Regions from separate parts of the Mus musculus genome. Here region 1 is linked to region 2. The links are chromatin contacts, called in public Micro-C maps. All regions are on one chromosome and are shown on one strand. The core of a region is the stretch at or near the end of the contact, and the rest is flanking DNA. Distances in the headings are between cores, read along the strand shown.

The links. Hi-C and Micro-C count contacts between places; a contact is called where the count stands out from the background.
Region 1: a Micro-C map of embryonic stem cells shows a contact between it and region 2, with 3 times the contacts expected there. The contact joins the enhancer-like site here to the promoter of Sh3rf1 in region 2. A contact is called at or near these places in 4 of 484 Hi-C or Micro-C datasets (all in embryonic stem cells) and 5 of 115 datasets of contacts at active chromatin or transcription factors (embryonic hindbrain, embryonic stem cells, forebrain and 2 more).

What each region holds. Positions count from the first base shown.
Region 1 is chr8:61,531,254-61,536,896 of GRCm38.p6, reverse strand. Palld (palladin, cytoskeletal associated protein) reads left to right here. Exons shown (of 22, transcript NM_001293772.2): 13 at 1,113-1,211; 14 at 1,989-2,039; 15 at 3,322-3,543; 16 at 4,836-4,985. Among named protein-coding and RNA genes, the nearest start is that of Cbr4, 46 kb to the right of the region's middle. Within about 2 kb of position 3,871, at least 10 of the 459 cell types and tissues checked have an H3K27ac peak or open chromatin away from gene starts, as enhancers often do. A contact at or near this core is called in embryonic stem cells, where this site is marked.
Region 2 is chr8:61,221,122-61,226,974 of GRCm38.p6, reverse strand. It overlaps Sh3rf1 (SH3 domain containing ring finger 1), which reads right to left and starts at 2,804. Exons shown (of 12, transcript NM_021506.2): 1 at 2,629-2,804; 2 at 657-1,143. The coding sequence starts at 1,049.

The DNA of each region.
Region 1 (5,643 bases), core at 2,622-5,121, 310 kb before region 2:
GAACCAGCAATTACTGGAAACTGTAAGTTCATCCAACATATTTTTCTGATTAGGGAATGTTGAACAGTGTTTGTGTTGACATTCAGAAGTTTTGAAGGGTCATATGAAATAATGCTTGTACTTTTATATTTTACGGATTCTACCCTCCTAATTATTCCTTATTTCTAACTGATCCCTTGTTGGAAAAGGCCCCTAAAGAGATTTGTGAACTCTCAAAGTTCCTCCAGATCCATAATTCTAGGGCACATAGGACCAACAGTCGAGTGCAAGAATTATATTAGCAGACAACAAAGCTGCTGCCATGTTCCACATAGGACTGGTCTGGCAGAATCACCGGCCAACTGCTAGAGGCAGCAACTGTGTGCTCTTCCTTCCAGTGGGCAAGCTGTGCACATCCTAACTGAGGATGCCGGATGCTGGCTTGGCACAGACTTGTCCTTCCTTACCTCAGCCGTGTGTAGTCATTCTGTGTGGATTGTGTTTGCTTCACGTTGCTTACACTGCAACCGAGGCAGTGCGCTCACGTTGATGGAGCATATCCTGTGTGTCATGTGTGGTGGTAACTGACTGGCAGGATTGTTTCTGCCCACAGCACCTGCTTTTCCTCTCAGGGCTCCTTTTGCTGCCCTTTTAAGTAGCTTTCTTTCTGTCACTGGCTGGGGCCGGCATGGATGGTCGGAAGCCTGTGACAGCCCATGAAAGAACATCTCCTTTAAGCCTTCTTCTGCTGTCTTGAGATCATCTTTTTCTTCTGTTTTGTTTTGGTTTCGATGTTTTGGGGTTTTTTTCTAAAGATAAGGAGGACACAGCTATCCTATGTGGCCTTAGCCTTGTCACTGATCATTCATATGGATCTGTGCCATATTGGGTGGTAGCTGCCAGGATCAGTTATCTCATCTCCCAATATTGGATTTAGATTACACGGAGCAGAAGCAGAGGAGAAAACAAAGCCAGGGAAAGCAACAGACTCTTTCGGATGCAGCTATGAAGCTGAAAGGAGACTAGTCACAGAAAAATGTCCAACCCTATTTTATATTTTTATTCCCTTTCCATAAGCAATGTGTGATTGTGATTCCCCCTAAGTGTGTATTTCTGTGACTTACTCTGTGCAGAGGCTAACCTATGAGGAAAGAATGGCTCGCCGCCTGCTTGGAGCCGACAGCGCAAACGTCTTCAACATCCAGGAGCCAGAGGAAACGGCAGCCAATCAGGTACGGCATTGCTCCTAACTTCCTGAGAAATAATCATGGCTCCGCCCACCTTCCCCGCCTCTGTTCTTGGGATCCATTGTGAGGCAAGTAGCAGGCAAGTCATAGAAAAGCAAGATTGCTGCTGTCCTGTCAACCTCGTAGGTTTTACTCACTGGATACATGCTGACATTGCTGAGTGATTGATTAGTCGACCCTCTCAGTGAACTAATTGACATTATTGATACTGATCTGGTATCGATTGCTGTGTTTTCCTTTCCGGTATCTTTGTGTTTTTCCAACTGTCCTATGCTCTAATGAAAAATGGTTTGCATGGAAAACCCTTTCACCCTTCCTCTTTGAAGTAAGCGAATCGGTGCGCCCTTAATGTTCTCAAAGTCAGTCAAAACTAGAAAGGGGAGCCTCTGCCCTCTTTCACATAGGTGATCATAAATCACTAACTGACAGGGATCCAAGGGGCTATCTTACAACCCCGCAGCTACCAAGAAAGGACATGTGTGGAGCTACTCTGTAGTTCCATTTCTCCCAATTGGAGTTGGAAGATAGAGGTCTCACAAGAAAACCAAATGAACAGAAGAGGCCCCAACAAAGCTTTAAAGCAAGCCTAATGATTCATGGGAAGTCTTCGCCCTTCTCCTGACCTTGAGAACAGGCCTCCTTCAGTCTGGAAATGTCACTGTGCTCAGGCAACATTTGCCACCACACACATTCCTTCAAAGGAACCTTGAAACCCTGCTGCATATTCCAGATGGTCTCATGTCTTGTTTTCTGCCATTACAGGACGCTGGGGCTCCTCGGGCTTCTGTAGGGGGTCCTCTGGATGGTCAAAAGGTTAAACTCTACCCTTCCTCTGTCCAGTCTCCCACTGTACTGACCTTCTGTGCTTCCTTTTGTGTCTGTGTGTCTGTTTCTACTGCTGTATGGTAATTATATATACTGTGGCTGGCATCAATATTTCATGTGGTATCAGATGAACTTATTTCTTCTCATTTATCTGCAAACTTGACTTGAGTTCTAGCTTAGGTAAATACACTAAACCGAAAGGCATGAGAAGGATTTCATGCATTAGACACCCTTCTGGGAGCGGGGTGATCCATTTGACAGTGATGAAATTAAAGGAAACAGCTTGTAGTGTATACGATTTCATAATTTTATTCAGACCGTTGTATTCCTTACCTCAAACCAGTAAACTATTTTCAGGTACAGTAACTTTTTAAAGAAAAAAAAAAGCATAATTAAAATAGTCTCTGAAGCAAGCAGGGCAGTGCACACCTGCAATCCCAGCATTCACAAAGCTGAAGTGGCAATATGGCTAAACTGAAGGTCAGACTAGGCTACATAGCAAGACCCTGTCTCAAAACAGAACAGCACAAACATCTCCTACTTACTGTGACCCTGGGAATATGCCTGGGAATATCTTGTGCTCATGATAATTTGCAGGCAGGAAGCTTCAGGCTCCGCCCTAAACACTGACATGTAATGTTAGAGCCTTGCTGTTGCTTCTGTGTGTGAGTGAAATGTGCTAGCAATCTTGCTTTTGCTTAAGAGATGGGCTGCCGATCAAGGGGGGAGCCCGTATGCTATATGTGTATTGTGTAAAGTAAATGGAGAAAAACGTGGTGCTGACTTCCCCCTTCTTCATTTGAGAAAATTCTGTGCACCACTGAAGTTGCTCGCCCGTGCACAGATAGCCTTCTGGAGGGACGTAGCACCCACATGGTTTTTACCCACAGTGTCTGCTTCCTAGGAGTGTAGAGTAGATAGCCTTCCCTTCTTATTTTCAACTGTTCCTCCCCACCCCTTCCAAGAAAAGTAGTCGGTGTTTGCTTGCTTATTTATTTGTGTGGCTTTTGTTTGTTTGTTTTATTTTGAGAATAGGACTTTAAGATGATTTTAAATATCACACAAACTCAACTCCAGATGCTTTCTGCTAGCCTATGAAATTGTATTGAGCCCGGATCATGATTCACTGAAAAAAAAAAAAAAAAAAAAAAAAAAAACTGCACCCCTCCCCCCACCTCCCTGCGTTCCCCTCCCCCCACCCTCCCGCGGTTTGTTAGCAAGGGAGGTGTGTCTCAGGAGATGCTGACTCGGACCTCTGTGTCTGGCCCAGGAGTACAAAGTCTCTAGCTGCGAGCAGAGGCTGATTAGCGAGATTGAGTACCGGCTGGAGCGCTCCCCTGTGGATGAGTCGGGAGACGAGGTGCAGGATCCAGATGTGCCTGTGGAGAACGCAACAGCTCCCTTCTTTGAGATGAAGCTGAAACACTACAAGATCTTTGAGGGGATGCCGGTGACTTTCACGTGTCGAGTGGCTGGGAATCCAAAGCCAAAGGTAAGCCAAAAAATGAAAAAATAAATCACTTTTTAAGGACTGATATAAGGAAAAAAAGCAATGGAGGAGGGAGAAATCCTCTAGTTACACTTTTGTTTCATCAGAAATAATCAAATCACTAAAAATGTATGACTAGGAGAGATCATGCCTTATAATTTAATTTTAGAGCCAAAAGTTAATCTAATTCTGGTGATTACTGCATAACACAGTTTTCATATCTTGGATCTGACTTTAAAAAAAAAAAATGGAGTTAGAAAACCAGGTGCGGTGGCTCACACCCTTAATCTCGGCACTCGGGAGCAAAGGCAGACAGATCTCTGTGAGGTCAAGGCCAGCCTCATCTACATAGTGAATTTTGAGCCAGCCAGGGGCTCATAGTGAAACCCTGCCTCAAGCGAAAAAGGGGGAGTTAGAAAAACTATGGCAGTAAGAGTCTAATATTCAGGACTAAATGTGTCCAGTCTTTTCCCAGTGGGAGGAAATGGACGGAAGGTTTTTCACTAATATTTAGGTGAACACACTCAGCAACGAGTTCTATCGTGCTCATTCCTTCCCTGCGTTCTTTCCCCCTCCAGCTGGTTCTGTCTCCTAGCTAGACACCTTTAATATTACACCTGTCCCATTACCTTATAAAACTTGGAACTTTAGAAAAAGCTTTTCCGTTTTCTGGGGAGACATTTGACAGAGCACACAAGGAGGTCAGAGGACAACCCATGGGAGTCACTTCTCTCCTGCCACATGGGTTCTAAAGATGGAAGGCACCCTCGCCCTAGCCCTTTCAGATTCAAATGCTTTGGAGTTGGATTAGTATGTCAGTTTGTGTTCTCAAATTTCGTGTATATCTATTTTAAAGAAGAAATTATTTTAAAACATAAGGGGTTAAAGTAGGCTTCTGTCAACAATCAGGCAGCTCCCCCGACCCCGCTTTTGGTTACAAGAAGAAAATGACAGTGGGAAACCATGTGGTTTGAAAGGGAATCCTAACCAGCAGCACTTACTGCACCCTCGTCACGTGGCTCACAGCCCAACTCCAGCTCCAAGAGACCCGGTGCCTGGTTCCAGCCTCTACAAGTGCGCACACACGCACGCACACACGCACGCAGCACACACAACTTTTAAAAACTAAAAGGAAGTTGAATTTTGCTGTTCCTGCTTGTGTTGCTCACAATTCAGTCTCCTGCGAAGATGCTGGTTTGCCGGGTTTTCACAGTGCCCTCTGCAGACTGGGCACTGTTATAGCAGCTGACGGGGAAGAGCGCATTCTCAGTCTGCCTCCTTGTTTCCTTCCACAGATCTATTGGTTTAAAGATGGGAAGCAGATTTCTCCGAAGAGCGATCACTACACCATTCAGAGAGACCTTGATGGGACCTGCTCTCTCCACACCACGGCCTCTACCCTAGACGACGATGGGAACTACACCATCATGGCTGCCAACCCTCAGGTGAAAACAGATGGAGGCTGGGCTCTGGTGGTATTGGGGTTGCCAGCCTTTGATTAGGCACAGGAACTGCTTAATTAAAAGGCGAAGTTGTACTTTTTTTTTTAACCTATAAAACTGTTTTCCACATCTTGTATCCACCTCTCTCTCGATGATAGAAACTTTCTTTGCTTTGCAAGCATTTATTCCATCACGAATTCCTATAGGAAGGATCCTGGCACACCCATGCATTCCTTACACAAATGCTTCCAAGGGTCTCTCATGTGATCTCCTCTTATTAGAGTTATGGAGTTGCAGCGGAGGGTGGACACAGTTTAGAGACAGAAAACAACCTGTAAAAGAATAAACTGTAAAATTTCAATAGAGCTAAGTGCAAGAAGATAAAGAAGGGGAACAAGGTGCAGACCAAGTGGGGGCATGGACATACAAACTGTTTAAAGAGAAATGCATGTAAAATGCCAATGGAAGTCTGAGTAGACTTCCCCGCCGACAGCGCCTATGCACAGATTTGGGATTTGTTTGTATCACAATGGTTTTCTTATTGAGCATGGATTGAGGGTCAGAAAAGCAATGTCTTCTTAGATTTAATAAACAGCCAGGCCTCACACTCCCAACTTAGCCTGTAGATCGTTTCTCATTGAGTATCATACAGCACTATGTT
Region 2 (5,853 bases), core at 1,555-4,054:
TAGTAAAGGTAGAAATATTTAACTTCACCTACAATTATTTCCGCCCAAACCAAAGGGGGGAAAAAATCATTTTGACGGAGTATTTCATTTCACTCCCTACAAAGCCCAGTACAGCCAGATGTAAGAGTCCTATGTGACATTCTGTTGCTACAGCAACGAAGCTGCTACCTGTGGCCATGATTTGTTAAAAAATCCTCCAACCATATTCTGTACTGTGCATTCATAAAACCACCAGAATGGCTCTAAGCAGCATAAAAATTAAGGCTTGCATTCTTACCTATGATTTACTCATATACGTATTTACTATATATATTTGTATGTGTATACACACACACACACACACACACACACGATTCTCTCAGCGCCATCAAAAGGGTGAGACCATACCAATTTTCCTTTTAATGAACATTTGATACCTGGTTCCTAAAATATATCCTACCAGACAATGAAGACTATAAGAGAAGATCTTTAAAACAGGATTTACTATGTCGGATCCAGTCTTATTTCAAGAGAAAATAAGGTCCTAAGGTTGAATCTATCTGCCCGGGTAGGTGTGGCTTCTTAGAGCTGATTTGGAAAATAAGCTAATAAAGAAGAGCTGCAGTCGGTCATCACCGCCTGCATTCACCCAACTGCCTCTCTTCCAAGCTACTCACCCTCACTGGGGGGCTCCAGGCTTGCACCCGAGGCTGCTGTCCACACTGGGAGCTCTGCAGATCTTTCGAGCCACAATTAACCACAGTGCTGCCCTGCGCCCTTAATGTGTTTGTGCAGGTGGTCCCGCCGCCCCCACCAGGGCCGGGTTTCCAAGGCCTCTGCTTGATGCCATCCAGAAGTCTGACCAGTAGGATGTTACTGGGGAGCTCGTCGACCCCAGAGCCAACAAGAGTCCGGCATTCGGGACATCTGAGTTCATTCCGGGAACCCACAATCCCCAGCAAACAGCGTTTGCAAAAGGTATGCTGGCAGGGTAAGACCTTTGCGGAAGCATCCAGGCGTTCTAGACACACAGGGCACTCCAGAAGGTCCAACAAGGCAGACTCATCCATCTTGAGTGACTTTAGTGAGAAAACGGCTTCAGAACGTTCATAGTTGTGCGCAGCCCTTAAAGTGATTCATGTAACATCCATTTCAGACTTTGCTCTGGAGTTATGGGGAGAGAGGGGAGGAAAGAGAAAAATGACTGTTGTTATCTGAGGGAAAAGTTCACAGTGGAGCCAAGAACCAAAAAGTACACAAAAGTGCTTCCTCTGCATAGTCCAGCTTGGCTTTGGAATGTGGTTTCTGAGCTCCAAAGTCAACAATTAAAAACACAACAGGCTTCTTAAACGATTCCCTACTAATCCCTGAAGGTATCTAGAACCTCACTGGGCAGCAAGAACTAGCAAGCAATAAACAGGATTTATGAAAAAGCAATAAAAGACCGATATCGGCTGCCTAATGAAGTTCTCAACTTATTGGAGAACCTAAGCAAAACCGACTGGAAGTTTCCTCTATCTAAAACAATACTTTTAAGTCCAACGACCTTCCCAATTTTTAAGCCACCGTTATCATTTAAGAAGCCTTGCCCTGGGTGAATGATCCCAATATTAAATACATATGTGTCTTCCCTGTCTGAGAACAGACAGCTTAATCTTATCTAAGGCCCCCCACCCCCCACCCCCCAGAGCTGATGGTCGGCAATTCTAAAAGATATAGCCAAAACCTGCTTGAAAATAGCTACAAGAAAAATCACCCTTTCCGGCATGGCTGACAAACTCTGAAACAGATTTCTGAACCGCTTGTCTTAATCCCATTCAGAAAAATCTAGTAAAATGTTCACCAAAATTCGACGATGGAATGAATGCTAGGCTTAAAACTCTGGGTACATCTGAAAAACGGCCCCCTCAGGAGAAAGAGTATTTGAAGCCAGTTGGTGCATCGCTGTCCCCACCACCACCACCACCCCAACCAATGTAGATGCCTAGGTGGGGAGGGGGTGAAAGGATTTGGAGGCTACATTAACAGCTGTTCCTGACTAGTCGGTTCTGGGGAGAGCCAGGGTACGCCCCTCTTCCCACGGTGGGGCACAGGTAGCCCCCAACCCCTTGGCGTGGTGCTCGCCACAAACACACCCCAGAGCCAGGTGTCGCCAGCCGGGGACAGAGATGGTCCTAGGAGCTGAGGCTGCGGCCGGGTAGCTCCAGAAACAGGGAATCTCACCCAGCTGCCTCCTCTCAGCCTCCCTTTAGGTCAAATCCAGGACAAAAAAAAAATTGCCCAACACCGATCGGTGGAAGTTTTCAAGGACTTAAAGAAAAATAAAGATGCAGCCTTAAGTTGGCCAAAGTCAGCGCCACTGAGTGCGGCGGGAAGCAGACTAGCGACCCCGCGGGGATGAGCTCAGCGACAGTCCCCGGAGACTGCCACCCCAGAGGCAGAAGGGACCCGGCTGTGTCCGGGGAGAGAGCGGCCCCAAGGCCCGGCAGAGGCTTCGGAAGAGACGAGAGAGGCCGCGGGGCTCGTTCCCGGCAGGTCCCGGAGACCCAAAGGGGAAGCGCGGGGACCGACCCGCGCGCACCACTGGGATGCGGGCGACCACCGGCCACCACCCCGCGCCCGGCGTCTCCGACTCGCCGCGCACCCTACCTCGCGCCTCCGCTGCTCGCCTTTGTTCGCGGCCCCGCAGCGCTGGTAGATGCAGCCCCGCCGAGCCCGCTGCCCGTGTGGCTCGGCCGCCGCGGTGGCACCGGGAGCCTCCTCACGGCCGCCCCCCTCGCGCGCGCTCGCACAGCACGCCGCCGCCGCCGCCTCCCACCCGCCCAGCAAGGAGGGCGGGGGAACGCGACGCCGCCAAGGAGGAGGAGGAGGCGGAGGCAGCGCGCAGCGGGCGCCCGGGGACCGGAGGGACGCACCACAGCGCCGCCCGCCGCTCGGGGACCCGCGCTGGAGCCCCCAGCGGGCGGCAGCTTCGGGGACGCACTTAGCGGGAGGAAGGCTCGGGGACCCGCGCCTTCACGCCCCGAGGACGTGCACCCCGAGCAAATTTGGGCTACCCAGGAGGAGGGCGGTGGGAGTGGCGCCGAGGGACCAGGAAGAGGCTGGGGCAAGGGCGCCCTGCCGGCCTCCGGCTCCGCCTGGCCGGTGCCTGGAGACCGACTCTTCCCGGTGGCCTGGGAAGGGAGTGGCTCTGGCGGGAACCGATCGCGCTTTGCTGGGCGTGCACACTGCCTGGGTGGATATAGAGAGAGCAAAGTGAGACCCCTTAGTTCTGGAGTCCGGGTTAGTGACCACCCTATGGATCCCGGGGCCCGCCTCTTCCACCCAGCAATCAGCCCCCACTGCAGCAGCCAAGGGAGACAAATCCAAGCAAGTTTGGAGAAATGCGGATCCTAAAATTCAGAATGAGAAAGGGAAAAGAAAAAAAAAAAAACTAGAAAAACAGGTGGGAGATTAAAGCCAGTCTTGGGGAGGTTCTTCCTACCTGCCTAAAATGGGGTGAATTCAAAGTCTGACCCAGGTGGGCCGGCGCCTTGAAGCTGGCTAGGGGATACCTCTTTTATCTGCGCCTTGGAGGCAGCCATCATCATCATCTCTGTAATCTGTTTCTGTTGCCCCGGGCACACACCTGTATTCTCTGAAATGTGGGCTTGCAAAAAGGGGTGTCCAAGGGTGTGTGTGTGTGTGTGTGTGTAGGCTTGTTTGTCAAACTTATTTCAGAGACGCGTTAAATGTTGTCAAAGAGTGTGATTCATTTATACTTACTGTCAGTTTACCAAAAGTAACTTCACAAGAGAGATCGTGTATGAAATTCTTGCCAGGCCACCAACCAAGCTGATAAGGAATTGAAAAGGAATCTCGGGTTATCAGTTCATCTCCAACCAGAGCCACAGCTAAGTCATAATAATAAATAGATAAGTGAGTATCATTCAAGTTAAGAAAATAAAATTATAGCAAGTAGCAATCATCAGTCATTTTAAGCCAGGCACCGTACTAAACTCTTAAACGTATTAATTCCATCCTCACAGCAGCTCTCTATGTCATCCTTCCCAGCTTTGTTCTAAAGAGATTAATATGCTGAGACTTAGACTGTATGAATACCAAAAATAATTGCCCACTTCCTTTCCCGTTAGAGGGAGAACAAGTATGTGTTTATATTGAGCTGAAAAAGGCAAGGGGAAAAAAATGGATGAAGAGAATGAGGAGAAAAATAGTTAACTACAAACAGCATTCTGAAAGTGTTGGCCCAGTTAACGCTGCAGCAGAAACTGGAGATGAAGGCTGGGCAGACTGGAAAGTCAGAGTCAGGGAACAGACTGATTTGGGGGGTATTAAGACTGAAGGTCCACTTGGGTAACTTCCCTACATCACAGAGTAGGACTCTACTCCAGCTCTCTGCATTCCAAGACCTGTTTCTTTCCTCAAAAAAAGTTGGGGGGAGGGGGGGCGGAGAAAAGGTAGGACCTTAATCACATAATCTCTTGTGTTGCTTCATCTTGCATCGCAAGATGAAATGCCAGACAGAGACAATGGGGGAGGGGCTATTTTAGTTCTAAGTTTCGGAGGGTTCCATCCATAATTACTTGCACAAGACATCGATGTGGAAAAGAGATGTTTAGACAAACAAGAAGCTGAAGGAGAACCCAAGAAGGGGCCAGGCCAAGCGATAGCCCCCAAGGACAAACTCCCACTGACTACTTCTGGGTCCCCCTCCTTCTTTGCACCTCCTCCTAATAATGCCATCATATGAATCCTTGAAGAGATCAATAAATTGATCAGATCAAAACCCCTGGAAATCAAGCATCTTCCCAAAGTGCATGATCTGAAAACCAAGACCTCGCCACATGAGCCCATGGAGACAGCTTACATTCAAGTCATAATGCCTTAAAAGAGAAAGAAAGTTTATTTCTTCTACCCGTTTGGCTTTTTGTTTGTTTGTTTGTTTGTTGTTTATACAAAGTCTCATTATGTAGCCGTGGCTGGCTTAGAACTCATAAGGACCTGTTGGCCAGGTGTGGTAGTATATGCCCTTAGTCTCAGTACTTGAGAGACTGAGGCTGTTGGGTCTGCAACAGAGAGAGAGGAGAGAGACCTTCCTTCAAGGCTGTGTTCCTTGGCCTCTCTGGTGGGGTTTAACTGTGACGTTTGGAACAGAATTGACAGTGGTAAAGAAGATATACAAGTTCTTTGTAATCTGCATGGAGCTATCGTTATCGTTAACAGCTGTACTCCCGACCCTTTCTTCCCAGGTATCAAAATGTTAGTGACTGAACGTCCTGTGGAGAGAATTCAGAAGGGAAGGGCTGTGAGGAAGAAAAGCCTGCTCGTCTTGTTTCTGGGAATGGAGCATGAAGGAAAGAATGTCTGTTATGCTTACGACCTGTGAGGCTTTGAGCAGACACATGAAAAATATAAACACTCTCCGACTTAATAATGACAGCCTCTTATCCTCCAAAGACTTCAAAGTCTTTTCCTATATATTATCTCACTTATCTTCTCAGCATCCCTCCAAAGCAGCAAGACGTATAATTATCCCCAAGTTTCAGACGGGAAAGGGGAAGGGGAGAACTCGAGCATCTATTGCTTGTAGTGCTAACAGGAACCAGCCTGGTAAAATCCCAGATGCAAATACTCAGATAAACCTTAATATGGTACCTCCGTGTTCTTACACGCACGTTCGCGTGTCTAGCCATTTTTCTGCAAAACTTGTCTTTCCTCTCATTGTCAGGACGCTGGTAAAGGAGAGCAGTATTTAGCCAGTTGTTCAGACTAGAAACCTAGAAGCCATCCTTGATTTCTTCCCTTCTCTTCCTCCCTCTTTCCTACCACCTTTTACACAAACATATTTTAATGTCTATCTACAGCCTTTTGCCT